Linked DNA regions of Columba livia: region 2 is linked to region 1. Evidence: chromatin contacts called from public Hi-C data. All regions are on one chromosome and are shown on one strand. The core of a region is the stretch at or near the end of the contact, and the rest is flanking DNA. Distances in the headings are between cores, read along the strand shown. Region 1 holds the start of TRAF3 (TNF receptor associated factor 3). Region 2 overlaps RCOR1 (REST corepressor 1).

Evidence for each region. Hi-C and Micro-C count contacts between places; a contact is called where the count stands out from the background.
Region 2: a Hi-C map of liver shows a contact between it and region 1, with 2.2 times the contacts expected there. The contact joins the enhancer-like site here to the promoter of TRAF3 in region 1. A contact is called at or near these places in 2 of 2 Hi-C or Micro-C datasets (crop and liver).

Annotation. Positions count from the first base shown.
Region 1 is chr5:11,869,301-11,874,884 of bColLiv1.pat.W.v2, reverse strand. TRAF3 (TNF receptor associated factor 3) reads left to right here and starts at 3,051. Exons shown (of 10, transcript XM_065063439.1): 1 at 3,051-3,233; 2 at 3,500-3,637; 3 at 4,310-4,365. LOC110361404 (a long non-coding RNA gene) reads left to right here. Exons shown (of 3, transcript XR_010472744.1): 3 at 1-2,815.
Region 2 is chr5:11,947,375-11,952,958 of bColLiv1.pat.W.v2, reverse strand. RCOR1 (REST corepressor 1) reads left to right here. Exons shown (of 12, transcript XM_065063440.1): 5 at 1,274-1,435; 6 at 4,077-4,195. Among named protein-coding and RNA genes, the nearest start is that of RCOR1, 66 kb to the left of the region's middle. Within about 2 kb of position 3,183, at least 1 of the 3 cell types and tissues checked has an H3K27ac peak away from gene starts, as active enhancers do.

The DNA.
Region 1 (5,584 bases), core at 1,802-4,301:
GGACAAATCTTTGCTTTGGCCACTGTGATTTCCTTTGTCAGCTCCTTTCAATAGTTTTGGCTAAAAATTATCTTTGGCTTCCTCTGTCCTGTCAACCTCACGAATTTCCTCTATTTCTCTAAGTTTGCTGTTCTGCTATCACAAGCCTTAGACGAAGACCTACATTTGTCCCTCTTGCACTTTAATGTAAACTGGATTAGCCCGCGATCACTCATTTTAAGATTAGTTTCAACATAAGGTCCTTGCTGCTTATTAATCCTAGGCCTAAAACATCTTCTTTCATGGACTCAGTCCCTGTTTGCTTGAGAAATGGAGTTTCTATGACACTTGAGAACATTTAAGCCCTATCATCTCCCAGTGGTATTTTCCAATCTGTATCTGAGAAATTATCGTTTCCCATAATCACATGATATTTGCTCTTCTATGTCTTCCCCATAGCTTCTAGAGGTGAGTATTCCTGTCCAAGTTTGTAATGGATTACCCCCCTTCTCTTGGTGGATTTTAAAAAAAATTATTTGTTCTTGTGTAATTTTGCAATGTAATGCCCTATTATTTTATTTCTTCAAACCACTTTACTAGAATATACAGTAACTCCATGGTCTTTGCCATTATTTCTGTCATCCTAAGTAGTTACCCCTGCAACAACTACGTTCTGAATACCACTGCTAAGCCGAGGTGTGCAGCATGTAACACCAGCATTGAGACACAAGGTTCCAGGGCTCGGTGAAAGCACATTGCTTATACCATGAAATTCCAAAACCAGTTAAAGACAAGGCTTTAGAGACATATCTTGCTGTAATAATTGTATCAGAAATCTTAAAAATCTTGTAGTCATGATATGAAAAAAGAAAAAACCACCAAATCACTTGAACAGCAGATATTGCATTAGATTAATGCTTTATCCCTTTGGCTACAGATATTTTTAAATGTGGAAAAGCTTCTGACATCTTTTAGATGGTATAAGAATTTGTTTTCTCTTTTGGGGGAATAATACATTAGTATAGCTGCTAGAGCTACAGGCACTGGAAACCTATTATGTTTTTCCTTCCTTTTCTTTTTTTTTCCTTTTTTTCTTTAAAGGCAAAACAAGAGGACATAAAAAGAGTGGCAAAGAAGGAAATTGCAGGTTTGTCTCTGATGGAAACTTATTTGCAGTGCTGCTGCTGGAGAAATCCAGGCTGGGTGCACAGTCCTATCAGCTGGTCCAGAGCTAAGCAATCTTGAACAAGCGATAGGAACATTTAAGACATTGGTCTTAGATTGTCTTTCTGATCGCAGGTTCAAGGCATCATCTCAAAAGGCGCAGTTGTCTTGACAGCTAAGCCAGCCTCTTACTGGGGACAGCAGCAAAAGGCGGGAGAGATAGAGAGGGGGGGAGAGAGAAAGCAGAGAAGTGGGATGAGGAAAAAAACAGCACACAAGGAGGGAATTAGCAGTGCGAGCCAAGCTTCGTATTTTTGGGGCTGGTGAGGACACAGCCCGAGCTAGAGATCTTCGGGTTTGCGGGGCAGGTTGGTGTGGGCGTTACAGAGATCCGGGGGATGAGGACCGAAGAGGGTCAGGATGGATTTCGGGACGTGAGGAGATGCTGTAAGCGGCAACTATGACGCAAAGCTTGTCCGTTCAGGATCACGCATCCAACTGTTCCTCCCTAGTGATCCCTCGATAAACAACGTCCAAAAAGGACGGTGACCTCATCCCACTGAAATTAGCCAAACACCACACATTTCTCCGTGTTCAGCTCCGCACATTCCTCACAGCTCCGGCTCTCCCGGCTTCCTGACCTACCAGCCCTACCGCTGCATCCGGAGCTTCGAAGCCCCCGGTGCGGCAATACCTCCCACAGACCCTGGCCCATGCCGCCGCCGGCTGGGACCCGCGGTCTGCGGCTGAACCCTCTTGGTCCCGGCTGAGCCCCCTTGGCTCCAGCTGAGCCCCCTTGGCTCCGGCTGAGCTCCCGCCGGCTCCGGCTGAGCCCCCTTGGCTCCGGCTGAGCCCCCTTGGCTCCGGCTGAGCTCCCGCCGGCTCCGGCTGAGCCCCCCCGGCTCCGGCTGAGCCCCCCGCGCCGCTTCTGCGCCAGAGCCGCCTCTCCTCCTCCCCTCCCGGCAGCCCGGTGGGTCGGCGGGGAGACGGCAAACCGCACAGCGGTGCCGGCCGGTCATCTGCCCTTATCGGGATATGCCGCGATACAAGCGGAGCCCGACGCAGGCATTCGTTTAACCTGGCCGCTCAGAGCGACAGGTTCTATCGGGTGCCAGCGTCGCCATCCTACCCCCGCTGCCGGGAGAGCCGCCTGACGGGGGAGGACGGGTCCCTCTCGCACCTCCAGGAAAGGGAACACACCCCCCGCTCCGCCGGCCGGTGACTCGGGGTTGCCACCTACGGTCGGCTGCTCCCCGCCTGCAGCCGGCCCGAGCCCGCCTGAAGCGATCGGCCCCTCCGGGGGGCGAGCGGCCCTGGCTTGCTGCTCTTTTCTGATCTTTTCCAGACTCTTCTCCCCCTCCCCCCTCCCCTTTTTTCCTAGTGACATTTTTTTTATTTTTAATAAAGGCTATTGTGTCCAACGCGACCCGTTGTGCGGGGTTGCTCGCACGTCCCTGGGGGCAGAGAGGGGAAACAGGCGGCTCTTCACCGCGCCGATCCTTCTCTCCCGGCGCCCCGCGTCCCGCCGCCATCCCCGGAGCCCTTCTCCCAGTGCCCCAACGGCCGGGCCGGTGCAGCAACGCCCGCCCTCAGGCCGAGCCCCCGCAGCGGCGGGGCGAGCCTCGGCACGGCTCCCGCAGCGCCAAAACCCGCCCCGAGCGGGACGCTCCGTCTCCCCACAGCCCACCCCGCGCTCTCTTCGCTGCTGGCGGAGGGCCGGCAAGCGCCGGGCGGGACGGGCTCCGTCTGCCCGGCGGGGAACGCGGGGCCCCTTCTCCTCGGGTTGTGCCCGAAGGTGTGGGGGGGTAACGGCGGCATCAGGTGCAGCCGGGACAGGCGGGCAGGGCAGGCCCGGCCCCCCGCTGCCGCCTGCGCGCTGAGCGGCTGGGCCGGGCCCGCCCCTCAGTGTGTGAGGAGGAGCCGGGAGAGCAGCGGGCTTCGCCGGGGATTTCCAGCCTGAGCGGGCGGGAGAGGAAGTGCGGGGCGGGGGGAGACGGTGCTGAGCGGCAGGGACTTTCCGTCGGGCTGGCGGTCGCCTTCGCCGGGCTCCAGCTGCCGCCCGCCGCCCCGCTCCTCTCACACGCTCGCAGGTAGGGCGCCGTGGGGCTTGGCGAGCCCCGGGGAGGGATGAGGTGCGGCGGCGAAGGTGGTTGGTGGGGGCGCGGGTGCTTCACCGCCGCCGTGGCGGCGGCTCCTGCCCAGGGCTCCAGCACCGACCGGGCTCGCCTGCCCGCACTTGGGCTCTCTAGCCAGAGGGACGGGGCCGGGCGGGCGGCGAGAGCCTGGGGGGTGCTCCGGCGGAGCCGGCGGGCGGCAAGGCGGCGGCGGGGCGCTGATACCAGGCATCTGCTACCAGGCAGGGGCCGAGCGCGCTTCACTCGCAGCCTGTTGCCGGGACCTTGGCAGCGGCTGGTGCCCGGGGATAGATCAGCCTCCGGCGGGGGCGGCGTGGACTCTGCCTGCCCGGACGCACTCGCACTCCAGGGCTCTGCAGGTGCCCCCTTTTCACTTACTTATTTCTGCCTCCCCTCTTCCCTTTCCCCCGTCCTCTCCACCCCGTGGTGTGTGTGTGCCTGTGTCGGGGAGGGACGGAGAGGCCAGGCGGGCCGGCAGGCCGGAGCGGAGCCGAGCCGTGCGGCAAGCGGGCGGCGCGGCGGCGCTTGCGGCGTTTTGATGTGTCGTTTGAATGCAGAAGCCTCGCTCCGCTCCTGGCTCCCTCCATATGCAGTGCTGGGGGCGGGCCGACGGCCTTTAAAGGGGCACTGCCGGCAGCCGCCGCGTCTGGCCGCCGAGCGCCGGGCCCCCCGCAGCCCTGCCCCTCCCGAGCTGCCCTCTGCGGCGGCGCCGCTGCCTGCGCCGGCGGCCGCTCGGCTGCCGTGCCATGGGCACCTCGGCGGTGGGGAAAATCCTCTGCTGCTGGCTCGGAGCTGGCCCTCATCGGTGCGGAAGGAGTTATATTTTTATAAAGTCTGTCCGCCTCCAACGGCCCTGCGCTATAAGGCTGTCTGCCTGGCGTGAGCGGAAAGAAAAGTGCTTTGTTTTCACGCCATTCATTTGATACAGCGTTTTGCAGTGCCGGGTTTTGATATATTAAATTAATTACTGTGTTGTAGGTTAGAAAAATTAACGAGTGTTTAAAAGTTTATACTGAGTCATTCCTCTGCAGATGAACCTATGACTGACTCATAATCTGAGAACTGCAGTGGCTTGTAAAATAGGAAGGTAAGGCATTTATGTCTTGATTTATTTGTATCTTCAAGTGTCTAAGATCTGAATTATCTATGGAAAAACAAGAGAAATGGTATTAATGCTAAGAGGTGTAATCTCATGTTCTGCCAATCTGAGCTTGTGTGTGACGTGAGAGGCTGTATGTGCACCTCTGTCTGGATCTTTGCCGCACGTTAGTATTTTTTTCATCTTTTTCTGTTTCTGTAGTAGTAAAATGTGGGAAGTTCCAGTGATACAATTTGAAATTTTCTGTCTCCTTGGGTCAGCGACTTCTCTAGCTTGTTGAGATCTAACCGAGCCTTGTAGATTGTAATTTGTGCGGTTTTTTCCTTCAGTAGGACTGTGTATTTTTCCTTGTAGGTTTGTCCTGTAGAATGCACGTAGCATTATTGTGCGCTAATCTGAACTTGCATTCATAGACTGTGTTTAGTGTATGTGTGAAGGCATATTAAAAATACTTAGCCGAGACAAATGAAATAGTATAATTTGAAATAGTTAGTGAAAATACTTACTTGAAATAGCTACCAACTTGTGTCGAAGCCTGGATTTAAAGGCTGCGCTTATTGTTAGAGTTGTAACTAAAGAGATCATAACATACGCTGCGTGTTGTCCTTTACAATGAGCCATTTGGCTAAAAGTGTCTATAAATGATAATCCATACATTGTGTATGGAGTAGCGTAGATGTAAATGTTGTTTATTGTTATTTATTGTTGTTATTAGGGACAGGGATTTTGTTTTAAGATGGGAAATACTTGAACATTTGGATGGAATCAGAGGTTTTCTTAAGGCTGGACTGGGAAACCCCTTGTCACAAAGCTTGAGAGCAGAAACATTGATGTATCATGAGTTTGGGCACTGCAAGTGGGCAGCACTATGAGGTTATAAAAGTTGCTTTCTTCCAACATGAAAACGGTAGGTGTTTTACTGAAATATGACTTGATGAGAAGCTTCCAATAATAGCTGGACATAGAAGGTAAAGTGCATTCAGTAGCAAATAAGATTAATTCTAGTCAAAAGAGGATGCTAAATGACTCAGTCTTTAGGCTTTCCTGAACTCCTCCTGCAATTAAATTTGATGATACCAGTTTTTAGAAGCTGTTCTAGTATGGATTCAGAGAATTTGACAATTGTATAAGCATATTTACTGTTGGTACATTGGAAAACTGTGTAAGATGGCAGTAGTTACCATCAGTGACAAAAATTCTTTTTGAA
Region 2 (5,584 bases), core at 1,934-4,433, 78 kb before region 1:
TCCCTTGCTTTCTCACAGGGATATTTGGTATAGCTCATGCCTGAAGCTGTGGGGAATGGCAGGGGAGAGAAAACTCAGTCCTTCATGACTGCAAAATAGTTTATTTGGCCTCATGCTTGCCAGAGTGGATGGACACAAGTGGCTGCTGTGACATCTCAAGTGACTGCACTGCAACCAAGATTGCTTCGTGTTCTGCACGGTGGAGAAAAGGAGCAGAGAGTGCCTGTGCAGCACCGAGAGGCTGGGAGGGCCAGGACAAGATCTTGGATAACACTAATTTGTATGCCTACTCTCTGCAGAATCTCAAGGGAGCAAGATCCCATAAAGGAAGTGCTTTTTGCATAGCAAAGCATACTGGGGAAACCCCGAGTTTGGAGGGATTTTGTAGCTCTGAGCAGCCAGGGCGAAACTACTAGATGAGGGTAACTGTGGCTGTGAAACCAAAGCTGAGTTTGCATATGGCAAGCAGGTTACTCTCATGTTTTACTCAGCATGTTACAGATTGTTTTCACTTTACAGCCATTGCAAAAGGCTGGATTTTAGTTCTGCAGAGTTAGGCCTTCCCAAAATGACTGGCAGTGGTGGCTGGCATGCCAGATGTAGTGGTGTGTCATAACGCACAGGGGCTGCGCACCCCTGGGAGAGGGGTGGCTGTGAGTGAGCATCTTGGACAGTGGGAGGAGGACGGTTTGCAGGTGGTGAAGTGCAGTGAGTGCACAAAACAAGCAAGAATTTTTCCTCCTGCAGGCCAGGGACACTTTAGCAACAAGTCAAGGTTGTGCATGTTCTCTGCCTTTCTTTCTTCCAGATCTTCCCTCATCCTTTCTCACTTTTCCCCCTTGCCATCAGAAAGAGCCACTTAACCAGCCCCCAGTCAACTAGACCATCCTCCTAGTTGCACTCGCTGGTGAGAGGCTTCATTCTAGTCCAGCCTGGTTTTTAGGTAGTCTTCCCAAGTCTTTGCTTAGCTTTCCTGTGCACACCACGATCAGTAACATTGGAGTAATTTCTTCAGTTTTCTTCTCCCTCCTTTCTGTTGTTGCTCTCTTATTACATTACTACCTGTGTGGTTTGGATAAATTTGGTCTTCACAACCCGTCAGGATGGGGTTCAGATTCCAGGTTTCTTGCACACAGGAAAGTGTCTGATATAGGTGAGAATTACATTCATCTAATGTGTTGCCTGAGAAAAATGCTGTGACTCTCCCTTAGCATGCATATAGTAGTGTTTCTTGTGGTTACAATTGTCCCTTTGGTGTCCTTGTTATTTCTAGGCCCTTGGGATGCTGTTTTGGCACAAGCACAACATCGAGAAGTCTTTGGCAGATCTGCCAAACTTTACTCCGTTCCCAGATGAGTGGACAGTGGAAGACAAGGTCTTGTTTGAACAGGCCTTCAGTTTCCATGGGAAAACCTTTCACAGGATCCAGCAGATGGTAAGTGGTGTCACAGGAATGGAAAAACAGAGCAGTCGGTTGGACCGTCATCTTCAGTGCTGATTGTGCTGCACTCCTGTCTAATGCTCTTGGGGAGAGAACAGGCCAAAGGGAATGTGAGAAGAAAAATAATCCTGTGAATAGAAAGGAAGAACACTGCCTCCAGAGTCTCAGTAGAGGTGTTTTCCTGAAGTGCTTTAAAGATTCAAGATAAACTTTGTCTGTGCAATTCTTTTGGTTGGAAATTACAGTTTTCAGTCAGTCCCCTGCGTGCCATGGTAGTGTTTGTCTCAGCTGGAGTTCAGGCATGGTCTGTACACACGTGCCCAACCACACACAAAGTAAAGATCATCTCTCTGCAAAGTTGATTTTCTTTCTTACAGCCTGCTTTTTAGGAATTCATTTTATTTGACTGTGAAGTTTGTGCTTAATGTGATTTGGGACTGTCAGTGGATGCTGTGGTGGAGGTTTATACATCATTGCAAGTATTCAGTCCTTTGCTTTCAGTTAGTAGTGATATTTTTTAAAACTGTAGTTGAAAAATTCAAGGGTAGGTTTCAGCCTGAAAGGGAACTACTGGGGTGTGTACAACTTTATTTCAAAAGAGGGAGAGGATGGGATGTAACATTTTTTTATTAATTATATCTTGAGAGTTTCTTTAAGTGGTTCATCACCTGGGTGGGAACTAGCCTTTGTTCTTTGCTCTCCTTCAGTAAAGTGCCTCTTGAGTGTTCCAGCAGGAGCTGGTTATGTTGGTTGTGACCCTTTGAAGTGAGCCTAGGCTGCTGCAGTCTGTTCAGCCTCTTTAAAGCACGTGTGAAGGTCTATGTTGCTGATCCTGCTGAAAAGCAAAAGGCAACTAAGTATGAGGCAAAACTGCCAGGTCCCTTTTCAAAAGGGTGGCAGGGAGTGGCTCATTTTCCTCATGTCCTCTTTGAATGTTCCTTCACTAGTGTTTGTTTCCAAATGTTCTGGGAGTCCTAGGGTCTCCCACTCCCTTGGGTCAGATGCTGGGGCTTGCACACACTATGGACAGCTGATATAGACCGGAGAGTTGTGGACTTCTGAAGAGTAAAGCTGTTTCCTTCTTTATTCCTCTGTTCTTATGTAGCGGGGGAAAGAAAGGGGGAGGAGAATGTCCTGGGGAAGACAGAGAACATAAAGCCTGTCCTGTTGCTTGGTTAAATGCCGAAGCAAGAAATTCTCAATTCAGTTTATGTGCAGAAGCATGACTCTGTCCCTGAGTGAAGTGCATTCCAATACAGGGATGCCAAGCTCATGCACTGTTCCCTAGGTAATGATATTTTTTTACTGTTGCTCCCAGAAAAGCCATACTGTGTGAGAGGAATTAAATGGCATGAAGCTTTGTGTTTAGCAGGGGACAGGAATCAATGGCTCGGGAGCATGTTAGTTAGTTTTATATGCTGCCCCATTAGCACCAGTGCAGCTTGAAACTGAGGGGAAAATAATCAAAGCCAGAGAACTAAAAGTAAGTTACGTGATTTACTGGAGCTGGTTCTGATATTTTGGCACCCTTAGCCAAGTTGATGTAGTCAACTTGTTTGATGTAGCCAAGTGTTTGTAGCCAAGTTGATGTTTGTCACGTATCGCCTTGTCCCCGAGTTTGTTCTATGGAAGTCTTTAATTCCAGCATACCAGCCTGCTGCATGGCTGCTGGCACCACAACATGGACACAGTGCCTGTGCTTTCCCAGCACAGACAGATTTATGCCTGTGTGCACCTGTGGGCCAGGTTGGTAGTTCTGGTGCCATTATTAGGACCTAAAGTCAACCTGCAGTCTGGGAACCAAGTTTATCTCAAGTGAAGGCTTAAACTGCAGTATCTGAATAAGAGAGATCTGGCTCTTGCTCACAGTTTTGTTTTCCTCACAATCTGTCCTGCCCTCCAAGCTGAATCAGACACTTACCTAAAATATATTTTATCAGCAAGAAAGTCTGGACTTCTACCTTGTGGAAGTCCTGTGTAAGAACATCCATGCAGACTACCTGTGAAGTAGAGAATTAGTCTTAATGTAGTTTTATGCTTTTTGGAGACAGACTTTTCATTCATGGCTACTGGGCAATGGCATTAGTGTAAGAGGGCAGATAGAAAAATCTGAGACTCGTGTTTTTCCCATATCCTCATGTCAGCATACAGTAACATTTCATCTTTTGAAAACATCTCTTGTTGAGACCTTTGAATAGACTTCTTCATGTGAATGGTGTGAATAAGGCTTTTTAACCAAATTTCAAAGATATGCTTAGGATGTAGCCTGCAGTTACTGTGATTGCTTACACATGCCTCTGCTGGCTTTTAAAACTGTTATCTCAGTTTCCGGGCCTCATTTTGGATTTGCTCTTGCTATGTTCCTCTATTCTGAAGGGAACCAGCTACCTGGCTGGTGAATGGAGGCTTGCTGAGATGCTCTTAAAGATTTTGATGTCCTAAATAGTTGGCACTAACCCAAAGCACTCCCCCGCAGATAATTTTTGGAAAGGCTGCAGAACTGCCTTACTCGAGCCTTTGAGAGAATCAAGGTAGAGAGATCAGATGTTTCTTGACAAAACCAGACTGATTGTGTGTGAACTCCTGGGGATACTTTACATATAAACATATAAAAGGATACATGTTTAATTTACAGCTTCCTGACAAATCAATAGCCAGCCTGGTGAAATTTTACTACTCCTGGAAGAAGACAAGGACTAAAACTAGCGTGATGGACCGTCATGCTCGTAAACAAAAAAGGGAACGTGAGGAAAGGTAGGTTTGCAAGCAGAAAGGCTTGACGCACACTGATTTCTTTAGACTCTCTCAGAGATTCCTGTTAGCTTGTAAGAAACCACATGTAGGATTTCCCCCAAAATGTTTCCTGGTACCGCACCTTCTTTCCCCACCCATCTTCCCTGCTGTGCATGTGTTACTTTGCTTAAAGCCAAAAGGAAACTGTTGGCAGTTAGGTGTTCTCCCTTTTTCAACACTGTATAATTCCCGATTGCCCTCTAGTGCAGTGATTGCTGTCCCATCACTTTAGAAGCTTTTTCTCTGATGCTGCTTGAGGGTGGAGAAAATGGAATTAAAACTGTTTACAAGCTGATTGGCACTGTTGTCAGCAGAGCCAGAAAAGCTGATAAGCAGGACAGTAAAAGGAGGTAATGAAAGAGCTAGAAATCTGCTGTTGTTTCCACCATGTGATGCTCAGTAGAGTGAGAACACGCAGCTGATGAGGAACAGGCTCCGGTGCAGAACCCCTCAGACTGTGCATATGCGCACACACTTCCCCTGCTTTGTCCTTGGAAAACTGTTACTAGTATAAGGCTGTCAAGCCAATGCCCTGTTCCTTGAGAAAGATGAAGTTAAGGCCATATTTTTGAGTGACTGAGAAGAGGGTAGCGCAGGGAAAGTTGAGTTCTCTGGCAGAGGTGTCCCAAGGAGAGCTGGGTACATTAGGATTTGGGGGAGGGTGGTGGTGTTAGGGAGGTACTGCCACTGAGCTTCAGGAGATGAGCTTGACTCCTGATTGTGTAGCTTTGTCTGCAAGTTCACCCTCCTGGATACCCCTGCAAACCCTTGAAGGTGGGTCACGCAGTGGCCTTGTGCGTATTGCTGGAGGCATCTATACAGTTAGAACTGCCACTTGCTGACTTTACCTGATTCTGGAGCTGACAAGGGCCTCAGAAAAGTGGTGACCTCAGGTGCGTGTGGGGAGAAAACCAAGCACTCGAACAGCAGCAAATCCATCGGCTTGCTGCAGGTGCCTTCTCAGCCTGCTCTAAGATGCAGTTAATGTATTTGCAGACCAAATTTGGGGTGTGCTTGGCTTTGGAAAACTCCTAGCATAATGGTGCAAAGTTCTGCAGCAGCTTTTCCCTCAAAGGACTTGCTGCTCTAGCACTTCTCCAGGAGCTGTACGCTGGCTCTAGGGTATATGAGTGAGCCCTGTTTGGGAAGGGGGAAGAAACGTGTTTCCAGGGTTGAGCAGTACTACGCCAGTGAGTCACTCAGCCTCTCCCATCTCTCCACTAGATCAGCAATGCTTGCCTAGCAGGCAGGGCCAGGGAGAATACTACCAGCTAACTTGTCCAGTATTTCATTGGCTTTCTTTGACCTGAGTCTCTCTTTCTGTTCTCTTCTTTTCCTTTCTCTGCAAGG